Regions from separate parts of the Pan troglodytes genome. Here regions 2, 3 and 4 are each linked to region 1. The links are chromatin contacts, called in public HiChIP or PLAC-seq maps. All regions are on one chromosome and are shown on one strand. Each heading gives the region's core, a stretch centred on a gene start, on an enhancer-like site or on the middle of the called end of the contact. The rest is flanking DNA. Distances are from core to core; before and after follow the strand shown.

Evidence for each region. HiChIP or PLAC-seq counts read pairs in DNA pulled down with a chosen protein or histone mark.
Region 2: an H3K4me3 HiChIP or PLAC-seq map of stem cell-derived excitatory neurons shows a contact between it and region 1, with 4 times the contacts expected there. The contact joins the promoter of ZMAT3 here to the promoter of ZNF639 in region 1. A contact is called at or near these places in 1 of 7 Hi-C or Micro-C datasets (stem cell-derived neural progenitor cells) and 1 of 1 datasets of contacts at active chromatin or transcription factors (stem cell-derived excitatory neurons).
Region 3: a contact with region 1 is called in an H3K4me3 HiChIP or PLAC-seq map of stem cell-derived excitatory neurons, with 10 times the contacts expected there. The contact joins the promoter of ACTL6A here to the promoter of ZNF639 in region 1. A contact is called at or near these places in 2 of 7 Hi-C or Micro-C datasets (blood and stem cell-derived neural progenitor cells) and 1 of 1 datasets of contacts at active chromatin or transcription factors (stem cell-derived excitatory neurons).
Region 4: a contact with region 1 is called in an H3K4me3 HiChIP or PLAC-seq map of stem cell-derived excitatory neurons, with 4 times the contacts expected there. The contact joins the promoter of PIK3CA here to the promoter of ZNF639 in region 1. A contact is called at or near these places in 3 of 7 Hi-C or Micro-C datasets (blood, induced pluripotent stem cells and stem cell-derived neural progenitor cells), 1 of 1 datasets of contacts at active chromatin or transcription factors (stem cell-derived excitatory neurons) and 1 of 1 other capture datasets (stem cell-derived neural stem cells).

Annotation. Positions count from the first base shown.
Region 1 is chr2:182,499,954-182,502,885 of NHGRI_mPanTro3-v2.0_pri, forward strand. It overlaps ZNF639 (zinc finger protein 639), which reads left to right and starts at 1,486. Exons shown (of 5, transcript XM_016942322.4): 1 at 1,486-1,624.
Region 2 is chr2:182,261,458-182,264,389 of NHGRI_mPanTro3-v2.0_pri, forward strand. It overlaps ZMAT3 (zinc finger matrin-type 3), which reads right to left and starts at 1,485. Exons shown (of 6, transcript XM_009446885.4): 1 at 789-1,485.
Region 3 is chr2:182,739,128-182,742,059 of NHGRI_mPanTro3-v2.0_pri, forward strand. It overlaps ACTL6A (actin like 6A), which reads left to right and starts at 1,397. Exons shown (of 14, transcript NM_001271671.1): 1 at 1,397-1,842. LOC134809503 (a long non-coding RNA gene) reads right to left here and starts at 946. Exons shown (of 2, transcript XR_010155386.1): 1 at 824-946.
Region 4 is chr2:182,328,728-182,331,659 of NHGRI_mPanTro3-v2.0_pri, forward strand. PIK3CA (phosphatidylinositol-4,5-bisphosphate 3-kinase catalytic subunit alpha) reads left to right here and starts at 1,565. Exons shown (of 21, transcript XM_024355822.3): 1 at 1,565-1,701.

The DNA of each region.
Region 1 (2,932 bases), core at 236-2,735:
CTACAAAATGTTTTGGAGTAAAACTTCATTTTGAAATATAAAGATTTTGTTGGACACAAGGCTATGTGGTAAGGCAAAATGGTAAGATGGTGGCATGACACCCCCTTGTGGTTTCCACCTATTCCCGGTTCTGTGCTAGATACTAACTATTCTAGGATTTTAAAATGTCTCTACATTTCTTCGAACTTTAATTCGGGCCATACTAGCATTCGTGAGCATTTATTTGAGCTGAGTACGCACATAAAACTTAGGAGGTCATAAAAACTGAGCCTCACAAACAAGTAGTGTCTCTTTCAAATATAGCTTTATCTCCTGGGGGATGGTGAAGGGATCAGAGTAAAGTCTGTGATTATTACTTTCCAGCGATTGATTGGTTGATTGGCATGTGGTTGTCAGAAAAAGCAGTGGACGTGAACAAAGAGACATCATTGCAGCCCTAACTATCCGAGTGACCTTGGGTACCTGATAATCCACATGGCTCTCAGTCATCCTCTTAACCGTTTGAACCTCAGGGGTTTAGGCTACCAAAATGAATTAAGACCCAGTCTTTAGCTTCTCACACATTTACTTTTCCATTTTGTAAAATGTGACTAAAAACCTCAACTCATTGTCAAAAGGACTGAATTAAACATATCACCACACTTGCACAGAGATCATTTATGGAACCATGTTCACAAATTTATTTATGCTCGTGTAATTTAATCATTTCTACAGCTGCTCAAAGAAAGTCAAAGTCGAGAAAGGACTTAAATCGTCGAGTCCAGTCCCCCTTAACTCCTCATTCATTCCACTATTTCTCGAGCCAAGGAATCGGGTGAAACTCAACAACGACTCGCAGTCTTCAGGTTTCACCCTCTTGCCCTGAGGGCAGCATCCTAGCCCTGGGTGGTTCTCTGGTGTGGCCTCAGTAAAACCGTGACGAGGTCCTCGGCCTCTCTGTCCCCAACAGGCGGCTGGCACACTTCGGGGTCTGAGATGCCATCTGCCTTGCCTAACCTGGGCAAGACCACTCGCGTCCTTTCCTTTGAGGAGCAGCGTGGGAAAGGTGCCGCTGCGCGCCACGTTTCTCCCGGTTCCCCAGGGCTTGAAGGGGCGGTAGAGGCGGGCGGGATAAATTCGCTGGCCGCCTGGCGTGGAGTAATCCTAGAGGGTGGGATCGCCCTCGGGGCTCGGGAGGGGCTCTTCCCCGCCCAGAAGGAGACTGCGGCGGCGCAAGGCCTCCGGCAGGGGGCGCGGGCCGCTGGGCCTCCCCCGGGGCTGCGGGCCGGTGGTCCCTCCCAGGCCGCGTGTGCGGTGCGTTCGCGCAGCCCGCTCCCTGCCCCCACCTCACCTCGTCACCTCCCCGCCCTCTCGGCGGGCCCCTGAGGTGCGCGGCGCAGGCGCGGAGCGAGGCGGCCAGGGCAGTGCGGCCGCGGAGCCTAGGCCAGGGGCCTGGCGCTCAGGGCGTGGGGCGCGCGGGGAGGGAGAGGGGTCGGCCCAGCACAGCGTCCGGGAGCGCTAGGGCCGGAGCAGCGCTGCCCGCCGCCGTGCGTCCGCGGGAAGGACCGCGCGGCCCCTCCGCCTGCGCTCTCGGCCGCCGCCGCCTCTGCGTGGGCCGGCCGGGAGGGCCTCGGGGGACTGACTGGTGAGTGTGAGGGAGGAGCGGGTGGGTCGGGCGCTGGACTGCTCCAGGGGACGCGGGCGTGCGGGCGCATCTTCTAACGGGAGAGGGCGGGAGAGACCGGAGCTCCCTTTATACGGAAACTCTGCCTTCGTTATATGGCGGGATGGCGTTCCCCTCCCCCATCCCGAAAGCAGTTCCACCCCCTGCGCAGGACGCCTTGGCCGGGCTCCCCTCGGCCCCCTGCTGCCGTTGTCTTTACGGAACCTTTGGTGTCGGGGCTTGGAAGTCTCCTTGGCGCCGGCTTCTGGGCCCGGGCGAGGCTGGTGCGTGGCGCCGGGGTGGAGGCGGCTAAGTCCCGGGGACTTCTGCCCTGCGCCTCCGACGGGCATTTGTCTGGCTGCGTCCGGGCTCGGGACGATCCTGGGTCCTCGCTGGCGCTGCGGCCCTGCCCGGCGGCTTCGTGACCTCCGGCGGCGAATCCCCGGGCTCGCGCAACGAGTTGTAGCCGCGGAGAGCAGGCGTCGATGCTGGCGCCCAAAGCCTCCAGCCTGAGAGTCGCCTCACTCGTGACGGTGCTTAGAAACCCTTTTTTTTTGGTTTTGTCTTTAAGTACTGTCTAGGGAAACGAATCATTTGAAGCAGTTTATACCTTTTTTTTTTTTTTTTTCGAAGAGAAAGATTTATGCCGGACTGAAAAATAGCGAATCAAGTATTTAGTGACCGTGTGATATTGCAGTAAAGACTGCCTCCAGGTTGGACATGTAGTGGATTCTAGTTCAGGCTCTCCTGCAACATGTTTTGTTTCAATTCTTTTACAATTTAAAGCATATGCTTATTTTAATGAGAACGAAAAAGAAAGCTTAACTCTTTTTAAACTCGTTAAAAATGGAGTTATTTACTGTAAAGACGTCTTATAGCAATTAGGAAGAATATACATTGCATGAAAGGCCTTTTGAAACGTTTATCTATTTGATGATTGCTGACTGCCTGTTGTATGTATTGTATTTTGTGCATAGACTTTCTTGTTGGTTGAAAAAAATGACAGGTGGAAAGATGTTGGTTTCTAGGTGATAGAAAAATTTTTTTAACATTTTTCTGATTTTTCTGCAGTGACACGTTTTACATATGTCGTTTGTATTTCAGAGGGAGGGGGGACTGTGATAGGTTGCTTGTGATTCAGAATCTTCCTGCTAAGAAGACTAGTGAGCAAATGTTTATGACATCCTTGAGTAAAAAGCTAAGTTTTTTCAAGGCTGTTATGCACACAAAAGGCACATAAAAATGATTGCTAAAATGAAGGATGGTTAGCATTTTTGGTCTTGAGTAGGC
Region 2 (2,932 bases), core at 235-2,734, 240 kb before region 1:
CAAGGTACCCTGTTTAAAGAAAATTAATTGTCATAGCATACTTAGTTTTAATGATTGGACTGGGGCCTACTCTTCACATACTGTGTTAAAGACAATCTCTTGTCTCATTTGGAGAAATCTACAGAGGAAAGAGAATAGAATCAAGGAACAGGTTAGCAGCACCTCAGCAAACTAGGTAAGTCCGTAATTGGGAATTCTGGAAATGAGGGAAAGGCAGCGAGCATTACTCAGAGGTCATCAGAACGCAGCAAGAAGGAATGAGAGGGAGAAAAGTAAAAATAATAATAATAATAATCACTTGAGGCAAGGTGTATCCTATAAAGAAGGCTCAAAAGAACGCAGAAAACTGGGGAAGAGGCCTTGGTGAATTGGCGAATGTTTTTCAGTCTCCGCTGTGACGGTTCCTAATCCTAGAGAACTGTTTACAGATTTGAATCAAAGCTACAGACAGTTCATTGTCGCCCACATCCACCTTACATTCCTAAGATGTGCATGCATACACACGAACCCACACACGCACCTCAACCCGGTATGGATGCCATCACGAAGGATGGAATCCCCCGACTCCCACGGGGCGGGGGCAACTGAGAGGGCCAAGGCAGCTGCACGCACAGATGATCCACCTGGTCCACGTGAAATGCCTGAAACGAGCAAACTGATAAATAGAAGCAGCGCAAGCCCTGTCACGTGGAGGGCAGATGGAAAGAGCATCGGAAAGGAACCGCTAGTCCCCGGCGCTCCAGGGGCTCGTCCTGAAAGCTCCGCGGCTCCCAATCACCCGCACTTACCGGAACCCCCGGGACGCGCCGGCAGTCTCCGCGCCGCGTCCGCCCGGGACGCCCGCGACGCCCGCCCTGCGCGCCCGGCTCGGCCCAGCTCGACCCAGCCTCTTCTCGGAGCAACTTTCTCCGCCGGCCGCCGCCGAGCCCCCTCTGCAGCCGAAGGCTGACTGTCAAAAGTCAGTCCAACCCGACCCACAGGGAAACAGCTGCAGGAAGTGACTGCGGAACCGGGAGGCGGTGGAGGAGGAGACTGAGGGCGCCGGCTCGGCGTCGCCACTGCGCATGTGCCTGGCGGAGCAGGCCCGGCAGCGGTGGCAGCGGTAGCAGTGGCGGCTCCCGCATCCCCGGCGGGCGGCGCGTGGGTCAGGTGCCCTGGCCGCGAGCGCAGGGGCGCGGGGTTAGGCCGGCGTGGGGAACAAAGGCACGAGTGAGAGGCGGGAGGGTCCCGCCGCCAATCTCAGCAGACAGCCCCGAAGAGCTGTTCAGCAGATGCCCTGGAAAGTTAATCCTTGGTAGAAGCCTGGGCAGAGCTTTTGCAACTTTCATCTCCAGTCATTGGGATCCAAACATTGTTCATTCTGTTCCTCCCTTAGCCTGCTGGTTGGTGGTTAAGGCGGCTGAGTGGATCCTTTAAACTGCTGCAACAGAACCTTTAAACTGCTGCTCTCCCCACTTCCGCCCCAGGATGGAGGAAGAAGAGCGTGGCTGCCTGCCCAGTAGCGGCCTCCCTCACACAAAACGCCCCCACCCACCCACACACACACCTTCCCTCCCCTACACGAAAGTGAGCAGGAGATAGAGGAGACTTTCTCCTGACCCCCAGAGGCTCACCTGCAAGACAGGAAGGACCAGGAAAAGAGTGGCCAACGCTAGGATGTCACATCCTTCATAACCAACCTGGACATCTTCAATGTTAACACTGAGTGATGAGTTGAGGAAATTCCGGCTCTAAACTTATAGCGTAAATTAACTCGTATGAAGATCTGCTGGGGTATTATTTTTGTGTGTGGCAAACGATAACAAATATACTACTTTAAGAGTACAGGCCGGGCGCGGTGGCTCACGCCTGTAATCCCAACACTTTGGGAGGCCGAGGCGGGTGGATCACGGGGTCAGGAGATCGAGACCATCCTGGCTAACACGGTGAAACCCAATCTCTACTAAAAATACAAAAATATTAGCCAGGCGTGGTGGCGGGCGCCTGTAGTCCCAGCTACTCCGGAGGCTGAGGCAGGAGAATGGCGTGAACCCGGGAGGCGGAGCTTGCAGTGAGCCGAGATCGCGCCGCTGCACTCCAGCCTGGGTGACAGAGCGAGACTCCGTCTCAAAAAAAAAAAAAAGTACAGTTCAGTGGCATTAAGTACATTTGCATTATTGTGTGGTTATTTTTTAAAACACGAATTAAAATGCCAAGGAGATCTAAGTATAGTAAGATGTGCCCTATTAGTAGGGAAACAACTGCAGGAAATCAAGGCTGTTTCTTTGGCTGAAAAATGCACCAATCCAATACCAACAACAACAAACCATAAAAGACTTCATAAGTACAATGAATATGAAGTACAAACATATACACACAGTGTACACCAGCCATTTGGGGAGAGTAATCCATCACCTGAATTGTTTTTCCAGCTGTATAGGTACATTTACTTTATGTGTCACTATTTTAAAGGGCTATATTGTTTCTAAAATAATAAATGCTGCTAAAATCCACTCTCCAGCCCCTTTTCTATATGGTCTTTAGCCAGTCTTAGAACTTCACAGTCCACACTCCTTATCTAGGACCACAACTAGGCCTTGCGGAGCCTTTCCAATCTGACCTTCCACCAGTCTCCCCTCATCATTTCACTCACACCCCCATCCATGCCCCTTCATTTCCTGCCTCTGTAATTTAGCTCTGTCTGCATCTTGAATACAAAATGCTTTCTCTCCCCTCCCCTTGAATTGTCAAATCCTACCTGTCCTTCCAGGCCTCTTCTTTCATGAGCTCCCACAGCACTTTTCTCCGCACACCTTGATGACACACTATTTGTTGTCCCACATTATAATTACTTAAGAGATATTTCCTCTGTCCTGTAAATACCTTGAGTCCAGGAAGGATAAATGTCTTGGAGTTTTCAAGTTTTATGTTTGATAGTTTGATGTGTTCTTGT
Region 3 (2,932 bases), core at 147-2,646, 240 kb after region 1:
AGATGAAGCTCCCTTGATCAAGAGTGGCAAAGGGACAGAGCAACAAGTTGTTGCAGTAATCTGGGGATAAAGGAAGGTGATCTGGACTAGGCTGGTAGAAATAGGGGACTAAGACAGGCTGTTTTTGGGATGCCTATTTAGGATTGGGTGCTTGCTTGAATGAAGATTGATTAGCTGTTTTAAATACCTCTCACAGGATAAAAGAAATTGATTTTTTTTTTTTTTTTTGAGACAGAGTCTTGCTCTGTCGCCCAGGCTGGAGTGCAGTGGCGCAATCTCGGCTCACTGCAACCTCTGCCTCCCGGGTTCAAGCGATTCTCCTGCCTCAGCCTCCTGCATAGCTGGGACTACAGGCCCGGCTACTTTTCTCATTTTTAGTAGACACAGGGTTTCACTGTGTTGGCCAGGCTGGTCTCGAACTCCTGACCTCGTGATCTGCCCGCCTCGGCCTACCAAAGTGCTCGGATTACACGCATGAGCCACCACGCCCGGCCTGAAATTTTTTTTTTTTTAAAGAAATGAGTAAGTTTTTTAATAGTTTTTAAAGCGCTACCTAGGTTTAGCTGGGATAACGCATAATTTCATTCTTCTTTTACTTACTAATAACCATTTTAAAAATTGCAAGATCCTATCAATTTGTCTGATTTACTGATTCCCCTATCCCAAAGTGGAGCGCAAAATTTTTATTTTTTCAACATAAAAGTTAGTTTAAAATACTTTTTCTGAAGAAAAAAAGAAAGAAATCCGCATTCCCCACAGTCACTGGACAGGAATCTCGGCGTGGAGACACCCGTTCAATTTCCAAGGGTCTACCTTCCCCTACCTGGGTTCCCGCCGCTCCTCAGCGCCCAGACGCACCTCCTAGTCCCGCCCCCATGCTTCTTCCAGCCTTCCTCCTTCTTCTCCCACTGCCTCCGCCCATTCCCTCGCCCACCCGGGAAGCTCCGCCCCCTCCAGCTCCGCAACCCAACTCCTTCTGTCCTGCTGTCGCTTTCCTCTTTCCCGCCCCCATGGCTGCCTTCGATTGGCTAAACCTGCTGGGCCGCGGCGGGGATGCGGCGCAGCCGCATTCTGATTGGCTAGACTTAGGCCTGGACCCTAGTGATTGGCTGATGAGAGGAGCCAGCAAGTGTGGCTGAGCTCCGGGGTGTGTGGACGCCGCTTTGTTGCCTGAGGGGGGTGGCGGTGGAAGTTAAGGGAGTCAGGGGCTATCGCTCCTCGAGACTTGCAGTCGCGGCCACTGCAGTCATTCGCCAGTTAGCCCTTAGGGTAGGAGTCGCGCCGGCAGCAGCCATGAGCGGCGGCGTGTACGGGGGAGGTGAGTGAGTGCGGCCGGACGAGAGAGCGCGCCTTTTCGGCGTGTGGGGTTTGTAACCGCCGCTCCCAGCCCTCCCCTCCCCGGCGTTCCCTTCCGGTCTCCCCCTCTCGGGACCCCGGCCTCCCCGCCCCGTCCCCGCCCCACGCTCTGCCCGCCCCCGGAGCCCACCCGGCTCGCCGTGCTCCTCGGGCGCCCTGAAGTGGCGGCTCTCTGTGGCCTCTTCCTGCCTCTGTCCCCGGAGGAGCAGGGTTTTGGGGTGCGCGCTCGGTTCTCTAGGGAGCCTCGGGGCTGGGCGGGAGGCTCAGTCTAGCCGGCCGCCGGGCCCCGGCTTGGGTGACCGCCCCAGGGTCGCATCTCCCCGAGTGCCTCCTGGACTCAGCTGTGTCGGGACGCGTGTGCGCGCGCCTAAACTTGGAAGGTCCCGGCGGTTTGCAAGCGTGGACGGAGGGTTCCCAGAGTGTCCCATAGGTGGCAAAGCGAGCCTCAAGCCGTAGAACTGACTAGGGAAGCGGCGGCCACTTAGGGTACTGCCTCCTCCCCGTCTGCGCCCCATGCGCGAGCTGCCTCACCTTTCAGTAACTCCTGCCGGTTTGTTGGCTGCGGAGTCTCCAGAGTGACTCGTGGGCGGGTCTGTTTGAGATCAATTCAGGAGCACGTGTAATTTAAGGATGCCCAGAAAGTTTGCTGGGGGTCCTAGGCGTGTTATTTTTTCACTTTCTTTGATTAGACTGTGGTGTGGTAGAAACATTACCAGGTGCCGGGGGTTACAGACCTGGGTTGAAATATCCACCTCACTCTTTATTAAGCGCTTTGGTCTTGGGCAGTTTATGTAACTTTCCAACTTCAGGCCTCATTTATGGAATAATTCCTAGCCGATGGGGGTGGGCATGAAGGTTAAATGAAATAATGCTGCATTTGCCACTTAAAGTCTGGCCCATGGACCAGCAGTGTCAGCATCACCTGCAAGCCTGTTAGAAATGCAGGATCTCACGCGTCATTCAAAATCTACTGATTTAGAGCCTCCATTTTTGCAAGATCTGCAGGTTAATTGAAACACTGATACATATAATTCATGTGTTGGGTTGTGTTTGATGAGTTAGAGACCCAGAACACAAATCCAGACTATTGCTATTGTTACTATGTCTAATAGTGATGCTGTTTCTATAAAGGATGTCATTTTACAGGTAGGAAACAACAAAAATAAGATTTTTCCTTCATGTCCCCCAAGAAAATCACATCACCCCTAAACTTGGAAGGAGAAAAACATTAAAGTCCTCAAAAAAAAAAAAAGCCTTTTTAGTAGAGTAGAGGTTCGATTCTTGAGGATTTTTATAGACTAGAAATTGCATCCTAGGTTTTAAACATCCAGAACTCTGTGGTTCTATTAAGCCTCCTGCCTCCCATGGCCACTCTCCTACTTTGGGTTCATGGGGCTTGATTTTTAATGAAGCAGGGTACAGGAATTAGATGTATCTCCCATCCTGGAAAAGGAACAGATGTAAAATTCTGAGAATTTAGAGTCTTAAATTAAAATTCCACCATATCCAGTTTACTAAACTAATTAGGACAGGAAAATGAGCTGATATGTTGGATTTTTTCTATTTCACAAAAATG
Region 4 (2,932 bases), core at 315-2,814, 170 kb before region 1:
AAATCTGTACTCTGGAGTAACAGTGTTCTAAAACTGTTGAAGAACATTGCTTCGAGAAAAACATTTAGAAACACAAACCCCTGGAATGTGAGATGAAAACCCGAGCTAAAGGGAGAAAAAGGACGAAAGAAAGAAAACACAGAAAAGAAAAAAATACAGTCAAGTGAAACTACGACCACAAAGAGGAACAGATCCATCTCATTTACCATTGGGGTATGGACGGACGTGCGGTGTTCGAGAAGACTGTTGTTATTGGTCAGAGTTTTGCTCTAGAGGACAAGTAGGACTGTAACATCTCTAGGATGGGTCACTTCCCAAGCCCTCTATTACTTAAAAATTCAAGGAGGAACCGATGCTGGAGTACTTGTATCTCAGACTTCTAATCACTGCTCCTACGCTTTTCCAATATTACAACAAAAGACCAGTAGGGGGAGAAAAACGCACAGTACCGAACCTTTATCAGTAGTAATCTCAAAAGTCAACAGATTGATTTACTCTCAAGCAAACAGACTTCTAAGGTACGCAGCACCAAGACACTACCTTGAATCAAATCTATAGACTATATGACATTTCTGAAGTCTCTGTTGGCATTACGCGAAAAATCCCCCACGTCTTCTGAATAGTTAGAATTGAATCCTACAAGCTGCTTCGAATCAGAATTCGATTTAAAAAAAAATGAGGGCATAGCAAAAGGTCTCCACGAAGTGAGTCAAAGGACTGCAGAGGGCTGTGACAGTGCATTCCGCCTTCGGGATGGTATACAACTTAAACCGTGTCGGCAGAAGAACGCACAGCAACGCTTTGTAAAAAGCATTCTTTCTATTATAGAATCCATAACCACGCTGGTTAGCCACTGACAGCGGCGGTTAGCCACCGCACCTCCTCTCACCCCCGAACTAATCTCGTTTCCTCTATGGGTGTAAAAGTGAAATAACCCACTTGCTCCCAATATTCCTTTCTATATCTCTACCCCAGCTCGCCTGCTGCTCGTAGAAACAAATATACTACATGTACGCTGTCCTAGGATGACACAACACCCTCACTACTGCAGAAGACGGATCATTAAACAAACGTCAGAAGAGCAGCCCCAACTGTACATAAACTTCGGGCGGAAAAGCAAGACGCAGGCGCAGTAGCACATATTGTTACCCTATTTGCCCACTCCCTGCTCCTCCTCGCCTCAATTTCACTTCCGCTTCTTTGCGCATCTGCTTCCGGGGGATTGTAGGCTCTGCCCCTCCTCAGCTCTTACCCTCCTCTGCCGGAGGAGGGGGGGGGGCGAGGGGGTGGGGAAGAGTTCGTTGTTTGTTTACACGATGTGAGCGGAAAAAGAGACCAATAAAGTTTATTCTGGAAACAAAAGGAAAAAAAACAGGGGCGACGGAGAAAGGAGTCGGGGGCGGGGGCGTGTGGCGGGGGCTAGCGAGGAGAAGGAGCGAGAAGTAGAAAGCGGCAGTTCCGGTGCCGCCGCTGCGGCCGCTGAGGTGTCGGGCTGCTGCTGCCGCGGCCGCTGGGACTGGGGCTGGGGCCGCCGGCGAGGCAGGGCTCGGGCCCGGCCGGGCAGCTCCGGAGCGGCGGGGGAGAGGGGCCGGGAGGCGGGGGCCGTGCCGCCCGCTCTCCTCTCCCTCGGCGCCGCCGCCGCCGCCCGCGGGGCTGGCACCCGATGCGGTTAGAGCCGCGGAGCCTGGAAGAGCCCCGAGCGTGAGTAGAGCGCGGACTGGCCGGGAGCGGGTGCGGTGGGAATGGGGACCGGGTGGGTGCCGGAGACTCCCGGGCGCGCCCGCCGTGTTGGGCGGGGGCTACGGGCTGGTCGTCTCCCAGCGTCGGCCCGCGGCGGAGTTCGCCTGCGATCGCCGCTCCCTCTCCCTCGCCTGCCTCTGGCCTCTCCCAGCTGCAGAGGCGAGGGCTCGCCGCTCCCTCTCCTTTCTCTCTGGCTGCCGCCTCGCTCTTCCTTTGCTTCTACTCCCAGTTTTGGGGACGGGGCGGCTGGAGGTTGAGGAAGTGCGCCCAGGGCCGCCGCCCCGGCCGCGGTGGCTCCGTCTCCCGCGCCCTGCACGCCCACCCAGCCCGCGGGTGGAGGGGCTGCCGCGAGGACCGCGGCTCAAGGGACGCGGGCGCGAAACCGCGAGCTTTTCCTGAGGGGCTGTCACGCCCGAGGACTCCGGCCCCGCCAGCCTGGCGGCCCTGCGTTTGCCTCTTACTGGGTTTAAATCGCCCGGCAGGGGTATGGAAGGAACACCGCTCCCCTCACCCCCGCCAGCTCCCCTCCCACCCTTCCTTTCGAGGTTGTTTTTTCCTTTTAGCTGAGACAAACGCTTAGATCTTTCATTCATAGACCTGAGACACTGACTCATGTGACTTGTCTCTTTACTAAGTGTATTATGTGATGCCTGTTCCATGGCTCCTAAGTGGCTCGGAAAGGTAGGGTAGGGCCCGGGATTGGGCTATGTAAACACCAGACGTTCAGCCGGCGTGTTTTTGACCTCGGCTCGAGGGGGTTATTTTAGGATGCTAAAGGAATAGTGATGGTGGCCAACCATGTTACCAGACTTGGGAATCGAAAGCTATTTTTTTTATGTCAATAATTGAGACTGTTTACATGGTTAAATAAAGGATAGGGTAAAGGGAGCGCAACAAGAGGGGCTTTCTAGAAAACAGTCTGCATATTCTTTAATGAATTAGAGTTGTGATTTCATCTTGGTGAAGCTTCCTCATTCCAGCACTGCGCCTTTGTGCACATGCAGGACCTGGGTTTTCGGAACGATGTTTTGAATCATAGTTTGTGTGGCCGGGGAGAACCCCTTAGAATACTTGGGTAGGTAAATTCCAGGTTATCTCAGGGGATTATTTCTACTGCGACTTTTGAACCACTGAGGGCAATATTGGTCATATGTTATCCTGCTTAGAAATTGAATTTTTCTGAGTATTTGCT